Linked DNA regions of Triticum aestivum: region 1 is linked to region 2. A link is a contact called in public Hi-C data. All regions are on one chromosome and are shown on one strand. Each heading gives the region's core, a stretch centred on a gene start, on an enhancer-like site or on the middle of the called end of the contact. The rest is flanking DNA. Distances are from core to core; before and after follow the strand shown. Region 1 holds the start of LOC123044022 (calcium/calmodulin-dependent serine/threonine-protein kinase 1). Region 2 overlaps LOC123044019 (protein N-lysine methyltransferase METTL21A).

Region 1 (5,808 bases), core at 90-2,589, 37 kb after region 2:
GCGACAGGAAGCCTTGTTGAGATCTGAAGAGCAAATGAAGTATACAATCCAGAGGCAGCCTGCTCAAGTCAACATTGCTTAGGTAAGAGCATGGTTAATAGAAGCGCCGGCTACTGGCTGTATACGAGCTCCATGTCAGCAGTAGCCTTCATAAAAGAAATCTCGTGCAATAAGACTGGCTCTATACAAGCTGCTAGATAGTTAAAGTAATCAATGTTTGCATGCATGCAAAACGCTGTTCATTGGACAGAGGGACGCTGGGAACAGAAAACGGCAGCACTAGCGCTTGCTTCGGGCTGCAAGCAGGCGGAACTTTCTCGCGTCTTGTGTTGTAGCCGGGCGCTTGATGAAGCGCTCGCTACCTTCTCTCTCCTGTCTTAACTCTCCTCCAGCTCAGAATATTGCTGATGTGGAATCCCTTATAGCCTGCTTAGTAGGACTATTGTACTTGCTCTAATGGGATATGAAAATAAGAGGAGAGAAGAGGAGAGGGGAGTAGTAGCAAGCAAGCAGCATTGATGCCTCCATTACTCCCCAGTTTAATACCTCGGGAGGTTGAGGTTGGACTGGAGGAGCTCAGCTCGGCTCGCAAGGACAGCCTGTGCTGTGCGTGCGGCGTGGCCTTTTTTTTGGATTGGAGATGGAGAGAAGGGTGGCTTGAGAAGTTCAGATTAAGAGCGAGACAGACATGAGGCTTCTTTTCAGTAAAATTTTGGAAACTAAAAAAATACTGGATCAGCAAAGACGAACAATCCATTTGTTCATAATGGTCTAGAGAAAAGTTGTATTTTGCTTCAACAATGAACTAAAACGTTAGAACATCTTGTATTTGTGAACGGAGAGAGTAGTATATACCTGCAGTATCATTTGGCCGGACCGAACCGCCGAGTTTGCGCGTTTGGAGTTTGAATGTTGGAAATTTTTCTAGGTATTTGAGAGCAGGATCATTCTGGGATAGATCCCCTGAGGTTCCAAGTAGATGATGCTGCTGAATAAGTTGCATGTATCCCGTGGAAGTTTTGTCAGTACAGTTGTTCCCTTGCCCTGGTGAGTGGGTGGTGACCAGCAAACAAGGAGTAGAATGGCAACAGAAACAGGGGAGAGAAAAAAAGAAAGAAGAAATAGTTGGCCTGGCCTGGCCTGGCCAGCCACCCATGTTGTCTTGCGCCACCCCCCACCCCAGCCCCAAGGTCCCCATTGCCCTCCCCCTCACCAAAGCACAGCACATACATGGCGATGGTGTGTGTGGAGGCGTTGGAGGGGGGCTACAGCTACAGCTACAAAAGAAAAGGGGAAAAAAGAAGGAGCTGAAAAGGAAAAGGCAGAGCTCCTCTCCCTCCCCTCCCTTCCCTCCTCCCCTTTTCTCCCCTCCCAATTCATCACAGGATTCACTCCCCAGCTGGGTGTTTCTTTCTTTTCTCCCCTTCCTTCCTTCCTAGCAGCAGGCAGAGCCAGCCAGTGGTGTGGTGGTGCCCCCTTGCTCTGATCCAAGCCTTTCGCTCAAAGCCCCCGGCTTTTGCCGATTGTTTGGTCACTTCAAGAATCTCGGAATATGTTCTTGCTCCTGCCGCCGCCCCTGCTCTGATCCGCCCCTCCCTCCTTCGAGCCAAGCCAGGCCAGCCCAGGCCCCTGTCGCGCTCTCTCTCTTTCTTTCTCCGGCGGCATTTGGGTTCTCTGCAAGGAAAGGATTCTGGCGGCCTGGTTTTGGCCGTGATTGGGATCCAATTTTGGGGGCGGGTTCGCCGTGGTGTGGAGCCAGGTTCCTTACTTCCTTTCTTGGTGAGGCAGGAATTTGGGATGATTTCTCGGGTTCTTGAAGGCGGGGAGACTCTCTGACGACCCGGCCCGGCGCCGTTTCTGGGGGAAATTCTGCGCGGTTTCTGCGGAATTTGCGTCGATTCGGGGCCGTTGAGCTCGGTTCTTGATCCGCGGGCTCCATGGGTCTCTGTCATGGAAAGCCCTCGCGAATCCCGGAGCCCAAGGCGGAGGAGGAGCCGCGCGTGGCCTCCTCCGGCGCCCGCGATGCCGCCGGTGGGGTGGCCGCCTCGCCGGCGCAGGCGGCCGCGGCGAAGCCGGGCACGCCGAAGCAGCCCAAGTTCCCCTTCTACCTGCCGAGCCCGCTCCCGGCGTCCAGCTACAAGGGCTCGCCGGCCAACTCGAGCGTGGCGTCCACGCCGGCGCGCGGCGGGTTCAAGCGGCCCTTCCCGCCGCCGTCGCCGGCCAAGCACATCCGCGCGCTCCTGGCGCGGCGGCACGGCTCCGTAAAGCCCAACGAGGCGTCCATCCCCGAGGGCGGCGAGCCGGAGCTGGGCCTCGACAAGAGCTTCGGCTTCTCCAAGCACTTCTTCGCCAAGTACGAGCTCGGCGAGGAGGTCGGCCGCGGCCACTTCGGCTACACCTGCGCCGCCAAGGCCAAGAAGGGCGAGCACAAGGGCCAGGACGTCGCCGTCAAGGTCATCCCCAAGGCCAAGGTCCGATACTCACTCTCTAACGCCATCCCCACCTCCTCCCCTCGCCATTGCCATGTCCTCGTTCTCGAGCTGCTTGCAGAAATGTCTCTGCGATTCAGTCTCTTGCCGTCTATATTCAGCTGCATGCCCTGCATTTTACCACTTCTTTTTCTACGCGTGATTCGGTATCAGCATGTCCGTCTGAATGATGCTGTCTCTGCTCATTTTGTCGTCAAGATCCGTCTTTTGCCACCACGTTAGATTCAATCTCGACTTCTCCAGGTGTTTGACCAAGACTTGCATTTCGTCGATTAAGCATTTTTTTTCTGCCTGAGATTTTGGAAAATCGGATCCGTCGAGCTCGTCTTGCATCTGTGCTAGTCCTATCAACTACGTATTCGTTAGAGGGTCGCTTGGTTCAACCATGGCTTGGCGAAAAGCAACCCATATCTCCCGGGGCGCTCGTGACTGTTGGTGGGAGGGAGAACGACCTCGCCCTTGCCGGTAGGGCAAAGCTCGCCGCCTCGCGGCATGCATTCATGGCGATGGAGCCTGGTGGAGCTCATCTATCCAGACGTGGACAAGCCCCTGTGCATTCATTGGCTTAACATCATGGTCATGGTGGATTGGTGGTGGCGAGTGGAGATGGTCACCGAGCTCCACATGTCAATGTCTTCTACTCTTCCTATCTTCTTTCCTCCCTCACCTTCCGTGGCATGCTCATGGCAGCCTCTCGGCTAGATCTGCAGGCCAAAAGTGACACTTCAATTCTGTTTAAAGAGCCTTGCTCATTATGCGCCTCCCTGCAATTGTATGAGGTGCCATTTAATTTGGCCCCTGTAGAGCCTCAGCCTGCCCAGTGCTTTTATGAGCAGAGCTGGCAATCTTCCTGTTGTACATGCATGGCCGGCCACAGCTACTCACATTCCATGTGCATGTGCTTGCGCTCTACCAATCGTAGCAATGCTTTTTTTTTTCTTTTCTTTTCTTGATCAATCCTTTCTAGAGAAGATGAGCTCACTGGCGTTGTTAGGAAACAAGCGAAGTTGTTTGATTACTGTTTTTTTAACTTCAGGATTTCAACTGCCGTTTGGGCATGGTTTGTTTCATTGTAAATGGGTTGCGGTTGCGCTGATGCCAGCAAGAGGCATTTTATTCCTTGGTGCCTATAATTGATCACTTATTGCACGTCTAGTGCACTGCTGGACAATATTGGGCTAAACAGTAGCTGGTTGTTGGATAGGCCACAAAGACAAAGGTGTCATAATTTGTGTTTCGAGATCTACGTACGTTGCCCGCCTAAGTGTAAGTAGGACGAAGGAGCTATTTTTGGTTGACTTTGTGCTTGTCACTGTTTTAGTTGCACGATCTTACCAGTAATATACTATGTTCATCGTACCGACTTTGTTTGTTATGACCCTGTTTGCTTGTTTCAGTCATTTATTTGTTAGTTGTTATTCCAAAACCATACAGATTGATATTGAAATTCAAGCTGTTTTCTAGTCTCACCAAGTGACGTGTGTTAGCTGTTTAGAGTACACATTATATTTAAGTTAAAGCTGTTTTCTAGTCTCACCAAATGATGTGTGTGGGCAGATGACAACAGCCATAGCAATTGAAGATGTCAGAAGAGAAGTGAGGATATTGAGCTCTCTGACAGGCCACAGCAACCTAGTGCAGTTCTATGATGCTTTTGAAGATGAAGACAACGTGTATATAGTTATGGAGTAAGTGTGCATTTCTTTCATAGAGTAGGTCCTTTTCAGTTCTGTCTTCGTATGTTGTTGCAGTGCATGAGATTCTTGTTCTTCTCTATGTTAGAAGGTTTAAATTATAATTAGTCAAATTATGATCAATTCCTATCAAAATTGACCATGCATATCAAATGGCGCTTACTGTAACTTCTATCACTTATCATGTTTGTTTCTTTTCAGATTGTGTAAAGGAGGCGAACTACTTGATAAGATATTGGCGAGGTACAATCCTACCAGCGTTCGCAAATTGGAACAATTCTTATGATTATATCTGCTGGGGTTCTAACTATATCCAATCTATTGTTTTGCAGAGGTGGAAAGTATTCTGAAGAGGATGCAAAGGTTGTTATGCTGCAAATTTTGAGTGTAGTATCATTTTGCCATCTTCAAGGTGTTGTTCATCGGGATCTGAAACCAGAGGTTAGTTTTTTTTCACACAGTTAGCAGCTAATATTAATTCATCGTGCTGTCTTTTAGTTACTATTATCAACCTGGGAGTTTCTTAGTGCCATACCATATTTTCTTCGATTGTTGGTTCTTTATATTTATCCAAAGCACTTCTGTTCAGTCAGCAGATGCAATACAAAGATTTTGCAACTAAATACATTTGTGTTTCTTTATCCCAGAATTTTCTATTCTCATCGAAGGAGGAAAACTCACCCTTGAAGGTCATAGACTTTGGCTTGTCTGACTTTGTAAAGCCAGGTTAGTCTAACATGGTCCATTCAGATTTTTGTTTAACATTTTGTTTTATTACATTTAAATGTGACTGTATTGTGACACCACACAATTGTTACATCTTCAGATGAAAGACTCAACGACATTGTTGGAAGTGCATATTATGTTGCTCCCGAGGTGCTTCATCGATCTTATGGCACGGAGGGAGATATGTGGAGCATTGGAGTAATTGCCTACATTTTGCTTTGTGGGAGTCGACCTTTCTGGGCACGCACAGAATCAGGAATATTCCGAGCTGTCCTTAAGGCGGAACCAAGTTTTGACGAGGCCCCATGGCCTACTCTCTCTGCTGAAGCCAAAGACTTTGTAAAAAGGTTGCTTAATAAGGATTATCGCAAGAGGATGACTGCCTCACAAGCTCTCAGTAAGAACTATATTTGTTTGGCAGTGCCGTACAGTAATGTCCTCCTCAGGAAGACTATATCCTCCTGCAGAATGATGCTTAACTGTTTACTTGTGCACTGGTACCTGCAGGTCACCCATGGATCCGTGATGCACAACAAGTCAAAATTCCTTTAGATATGATAATCTACAAGCTTATCCGAGCTTATATCAGTTCATCTTCATTGCGGAAGTCTGCTTTGAGGGTATACACTATGCACTTAATCAGACTTACCAAAAAAAACCTATTGCAATTTGGTCTTCATTATGCAATCCACAGTTTATTTTATTTACCAGCAAGTGTTAATTTGTTTTTGATTTTTTATTGCATTGGGTACTTGAGATATCCATATTCTTGTTGAAATTGCTACATGTTGAATGTTCCTTTCGCTGTTATATAGGACAAGTTTGCACAGTTATGTAGGTTCATAGCACTACGTCCTGAATTTAATTGCATTACCAATGAGCCATTTCTTATGCATGTC
Region 2 (5,914 bases), core at 2,233-4,732:
TTTTAAAATGATGATGTGTATTCTCTTAACCAAGACACTTCTCTTCTCGATATGACCAGCATGGATGCACTAGTACTGAAGGAAGCTGAAAAACGTGGAATGGTTGTCAAGGAAGTGGACGGGACAAGAACAACCATCACAGATCTCGAAGGCGTCATATTCGACATCACCCTCAAATGACGCCTCCGATGGAATGCTTGGGTGACAATTCCATCAGACAGGAACAAGATGTGGAGCCTCCTATCAGGAAAGCCAATGTTACCGCCTGCATGATCTGCTGAGCTGGCCCTGAACATGATGTGGTCTCTAGTTTGCATCTCTCCACTCCATGGGAGAAAACAGTAGTACAACACTAGCATCAGTCCTGATATGGCGCTGATTGATTCAGCACAACTTTTAAATGACTCGCCGGTCGTGGCCCTTTTCGCTAAATCAAGAAGCGATTCGGGTCACGACGTCACAGCGTTTTTCCTATACCGTCTATCAAGTACCAATGAGATGACCAGGCACTGATGGAAGTCCTTGATCGAGAGGATTCAATCAAGAAAGAGCTGCCAGAAGCAGTTGCATCATATGAACTTGACTACTTGAGAGGTGCTTGCTTGCAGGGCCTGAAGATGCTCTGGATCGCCATGGGCTCGTGCTTGGCGCCACCTAGGTAAAGCACCAAAACCCACACTGGATGAATCGATGAATCTTCATCATCCCTGCCCTGCATTGTCTCGCAATGCTCCCATGCCAAGTTGCTGATGCATGCGATGTGGATCCAAAATTCTTGGTTGTTCTTTAGCCTGTTCCTCGCCCTTGCCACGTAGCGAATCTCATCGCGACAACTCGTCAAGGCCTGCCCTGGTCAGCAGAGCAGAGCAGAGCTTGTCACGGAGGCAAGCCGACGCGTCGTCGGCGGCTTTGCTTTTCTTATTTCTTCCTACTCCCTCCGTTCCGAATTACTTGTCTTAGATTTGTCTAGATACGGATGTATCTAGCATTCTAGATACATCCGTATCTAGACAAATCTAAGACAAGTAATTCGGAACGGAGGGAGTAGCTCGGAAGCAGTCCAAGATTTGAAGCCATCGCTAACGCTGATGCTGCCAAGAAGAGGGGAGGTCACGAAACTGTGCCGGATCCTGTTGCTAACGCTGATGCGTTGCACTGGACCTGCCTTCCGCTATAATCCGAAACCGGGATGAACCGCACTGTACCCGGTCTGCTTCTGAAACAGTAGAAAACGTTGGTTCGTTTTCGATTACAGGGAGATGCAAGCACGTACACGAATAGTGTCTGTATGAAGACCATTGACGATGAAGGATCTCTAGCCCCACAGACCCCCAGCCCTCTTGGCCACACAACAACACTTCCACTTCTCTTAAGTTTTTTTTTTGAAACATAGCTTATCTAAGCTTTCTTGCTCTAAAAGTTGTTAAATTGTAGGCAGCTTGCGAGCGCGGCGTTTCTGCTCCCGAGTTCATTTGCACCCGCTCTGACAAAAAAAATCAAAACAAATACTAAAAAAATTCCAAAAAAATTTGTGTGGTAGATAAGTTTACGCGTGAGGTGCGCTCCAAGTTTCAACTCATTTGTACATCTAAGAAACTCTCAGCAAAAAAGGCAAATTCAGGGTCTGTAAGAATGTTTACTGTTTACACATTGTTCTGACCCGATTTTTTTTTTCTGCGAGCTTCTCAGATGTCCAAATAAGTTGAAATTTCGAGTTAACCTCACGCATAAAATTATCTATCACACAAAAAAATGGATTTTTTTGAATTTTTTAAGTATTTATTTTGAATTTTTTTCTGACCAAGTGCGGATGAGCCTGGTCACCGAGTTGGATTTTCGGCAGCTTGCTTGCTACTGATTTTAGTGGTGTACAAGGAGCGGATGAGCAATTCCTTGTACTACTGATTTTAGTGGTTTACTACTGGTCAGGACAGGTTGGCGATTGGAGGTTGGAAATGGTCCCATGCAGCAGATGGAAAGAGTAGTGGCGTAGCGCCATGGATAGAGTCCAAGAACCCTGCAACCACTATGTTGCAACCAACACGATTAAGATCCATTTGGACGCCCATCTTGTTTAGCCTCATAACTAATTAGGCGAGCGAAATCAACGTCTGGGTTTATTAACCAACAAGTTTGGTCATGAAAATCGGCATCACGCTTTGGATACCGTACCCTAGCTAGCGATCTTCTCTGAATCGCCACCGGCATCAGTCAACTTAGTCGTAATGGCAATGTGCCCCGTAGATTAACCAACGCCTCTCATTCACTGGCCATGATTGGATTTCAGCTACTAGTAGGAGTAGTATCTTGCGGCCTCATCATCAGACGAGAAAGGCATCAAGACTTGATTGGTTTCTTTCTTTCTTTCCTGGCTTTTCCACAGCCGCCGCATCCGATGCTTGAGGTTGAGGCATGCAGGTGTCAGTCACTCACTCAGTCGGGTCAAATTGGGGGCCAGGAAAGGAGCGGCGCCCAACCCAAACACCTGAAAGGGCGTACGAAAAGAAGAGCAATTTACTGGGCACTGCCTGAGGGAAAAGTAAAAGTGGGGAAAAGGAAAAAGGAGAGCGGCCACTCTCTTCACCGTTGGCAGCATTGCCGCATGGTTTCACCTCTTCTTTTACTTGCTTTTTTGCGGGCACACTGTTGCCTATATATGCTTGCATGTGTGTGTGGGGGTGTGTTTTGCAGAGATTCCTTTCCTCCTCCATGAAATGAAACACAGGATGAACATGAGCACGTAAAAGAGGAGGAGGTTGATTGGCTGCCCAATGATTGAGCTGCATTGCATAATCCAGTACTGCCACTCCACATGAGAGGAGAATTTTTTTCCACCACCATTACATAATGGAACTGCATGCACATGCTTGCCTAATTAGCTCGTACTCTTGTCTGTTTGTATAATGAGCTGCTATGTGTCTGCTACCCGATCTGACCAGCTGCTTGAGGAAACCGTTAAGGGCCTCTTTGATTTGATCCACAGGATTCTGGAAAAACAGGAATAGAAAAAGTATAGAATTGGATTGAAGTGGCAAGATTAGCAAGGACCAAGGAGTATTTGATGCCACCGAAAAACAAAGGAATTGTAAAAATGTTGGAATAGATGTTAGATTTCTTATATGAAATGTAAGAAAAATTTATAAGGATTTCAAGCCTCCAATGGAATTCCTTTGGACCAAAGGAGCCCTAAGTTTTCCAAGCAGAAGTGTCGTCTCTCGTCACAACGGCCACACACGCATGGGCGCAGAGGATCCTTGGCCACCAATTGCACATACACATCCTTGTACTAGTGCTATACATGTAGCAGCAGCAGTGAGTGCCAAACTCAACGCAGCATGACCAGATACCCAACTGATAAATACAAGATGTTGCTTCTGTCTCGATGTCTGTTTGCTTGTGTTAATAGCAAAGGGCCGGTGGCAACATCCCTGTCAGTTAGCACCAGGATGGTCCAGCCACCAGGACGGATACACACATATACATACTACAGGTTGCCAACTTGGCCTTCAAGGCTATCTCATCTGGCCCGGAGACGGCCGGTGACGTCTAGGCTACCGGCCGCCGTCACGCTCTAGACCACCGCCGGCGACGACCAGCCGCCCCGGCCGGCCGGTAGGTGTATGACAGTCTTGAGATAGTGTTTACAGATCAGCCATGACAAAAGGTTAATTCAGAAGCCTGCTTGTTTTCTTGTGCTGATGGATAGGTATAAATAATGTCAGGGAAGGGGAGGATGATGGCATGGGAATCTGGAAAGCGTATGTGCTCAAGGCATAAGCTGATGGAGTTGTTGGTCACACGCATGGCATGACATGGATGCAGTGGTGGTGATGAAACCATGACCTCACACACATTGCCGACCAGTGGATGCTCATTGGCAAGCACCACCTCAAAAGTGCTCTTGCTCTTAATTAGGGCACAAGTTGATTAATGGACCTCGTCATTTGTTTAGAAACATTGCAATGTACACACTGCGGCGCGGCAGGCTGCCTCACGAAGCAACCCGCCGCAAGCCGCGTTTTTCTGCGAAAGTTGCAGCCTAAACAAACACGACGAAAGCTAACCACGGATGATGGGGCAACTAACTATGGATGACAGGATGAGCCTATGCTCATTTGACCATCCTATATATGCTTAGTTAGCCTCATGCTTGGCGGTGTTGATCAGTTCAACTTCAAGCAAAGCATGATTACCTGTCAGGTGTAAACAACAAGCAAGGTCAATGGCGTTTATGGGCTCATGACAACGAGTTGCTGCTGTTCGGTGGAGGCTGGGGAGCAGTAGGCTAGCAGTTGAAGGAACTGGTCATGAAATTAAGAGGTTGATGTGCATCTCCAATGCAATGCAAGCTCACGTGAGCTGTGACGATGTATGGCGTGTGTGTGGTGAAGATCTCCACGATCTAATTAGTTGCAACCGCAGGGGTTTGTCTAGGTCGTTGTTAGGTTTGGACTGGGATTTAATATCTGATTAACCATGCAATGATATGAGCAATTAATCTTTATTTTCCAGCAGATCACTACTGGTTAGAAATAGTAATAGTATAGTGTGTGGAGTATATGCATACAAATACGATGTGTAGTACTGGTAGAACCCAGGTAGTTGTAGCTGTGTGTCTAACGCGTTTTTGTACATATATATACGCACAATGACAAGTGCTTTGATTGGGTCTAAATATATCATAGATCAGTTGATTCAGTTCCAATAACTCTGATTAGTCAAACTTCTCTGTGTTTTTTTTGGACTCGGCCAGCTCATCCATGACCCCGTACATAATTGGTCGTGCATGTCCATGTATAATCGTTTTGAAAGGAATGGGTAACGAGGATTCATCTTCAAGTACAAGTACATGTGAAAGGGATTTGTTGGAAATCTAGTACCTGACGTTTATACAAGAGAGTGGCTAACAAGTATCACTAAAATATTTTCAACCGTCTGTATTTCCTCCTGTAAGGTAGGAGAAATATTTGAGAGCTTACAACTAGAGTACATAATGATCTTTATCAGTATAATGATCTTTATCGCTGGATTGTTGATGGTATTCTTTTCAAATGCTTGAAAAAACAAAAATAAATTGAAGAAATTTCACCCAAGTTTGCATCAAGGAGCCCAAACAAGCAATGACCAATATATGATCATCGTCCTAAGCATAAACATGGCTGAGGTAGACTTATCGCCCTAAGCACATAAAGTGGGCGATGTAGTGTTGACATGGCCCTTAGACAAACTTGGTGCAACTTAGTTTTTTGACACACTAGCTTTGCCAAAAAAAACTCTTCATCTTATTTAGGCAAATAATTTTTCTTTTGGATCATCATAACCCAATTTCGTATCCGACTTCTATATAGCCAAAATAGTGCACCCTAATATTTTTCCGAATAAAAATTGCCCGACCCAGACATCGAAGGAACTCTATCCTAAAGGAACTTGAAGGTCCCACTAAGGATAGAAGCGCATATTAGAGACGCTTTTGCAAGGTGGATATCATTACATCGTACCATTACATAATAGTTGGGGATACATACAAGAGGCATATAATGCCACACGAATACAACAACATCATACACAAGGGCATCAACCGACTACGGATGAAACACAAACAGAAACTCAAACGACATCCACCCTGCCCAGGCTGCCGACCTGGAACCTATCCCCTGATCGAAGAAGAAGCAGAAGAACTCCAAAACAAGTAACATCGCTCTCGCGTCAAGATCATCGCATAACCTGTACCTGCAACTGTTGTTGTAGTAATCTGTAAGCCACGAGGACTCGGCAATCCCATCACCATGGGTATCAAGACTAGCAAAGCTTAAAGGGTAAGGAAAGGATAAGTGGTGAGGTTGCAGTATCGACTAAGCATATATGGTGGCTAACATACGCAAATAAGAGCGAGAAGAGAAGCAAACGGAACGGT

The links. A called contact is a pair of places that touch in the nucleus more often than the background predicts.
Region 1: a Hi-C map of leaf shows a contact between it and region 2, with 2.3 times the contacts expected there. The contact joins the promoter of LOC123044022 here to the enhancer-like site in region 2. A contact is called at or near these places in 2 of 5 Hi-C or Micro-C datasets (both in leaf).

What each region holds. Positions count from the first base shown.
Region 1 is chr2B:152,456,553-152,462,360 of IWGSC CS RefSeq v2.1, forward strand. LOC123044022 (calcium/calmodulin-dependent serine/threonine-protein kinase 1) reads left to right here and starts at 1,340. Exons shown (of 11, transcript XM_044466638.1): 1 at 1,340-2,471; 2 at 4,047-4,177; 3 at 4,385-4,426; 4 at 4,516-4,624; 5 at 4,831-4,909; 6 at 5,010-5,306; 7 at 5,417-5,529. The coding sequence starts at 1,938.
Region 2 is chr2B:152,417,344-152,423,257 of IWGSC CS RefSeq v2.1, forward strand. It overlaps LOC123044019 (protein N-lysine methyltransferase METTL21A), which reads left to right. Exons shown (of 8, transcript XM_044466636.1): 8 at 60-474. The coding sequence ends at 180. Among protein-coding and RNA genes, the nearest start is that of LOC123044019, 6.6 kb to the left of the region's middle. Within about 2 kb of position 3,483, at least 3 of the 8 cell types and tissues checked have an H3K27ac peak or open chromatin away from gene starts, as enhancers often do. A contact at or near this core is called in leaf, where this site is marked.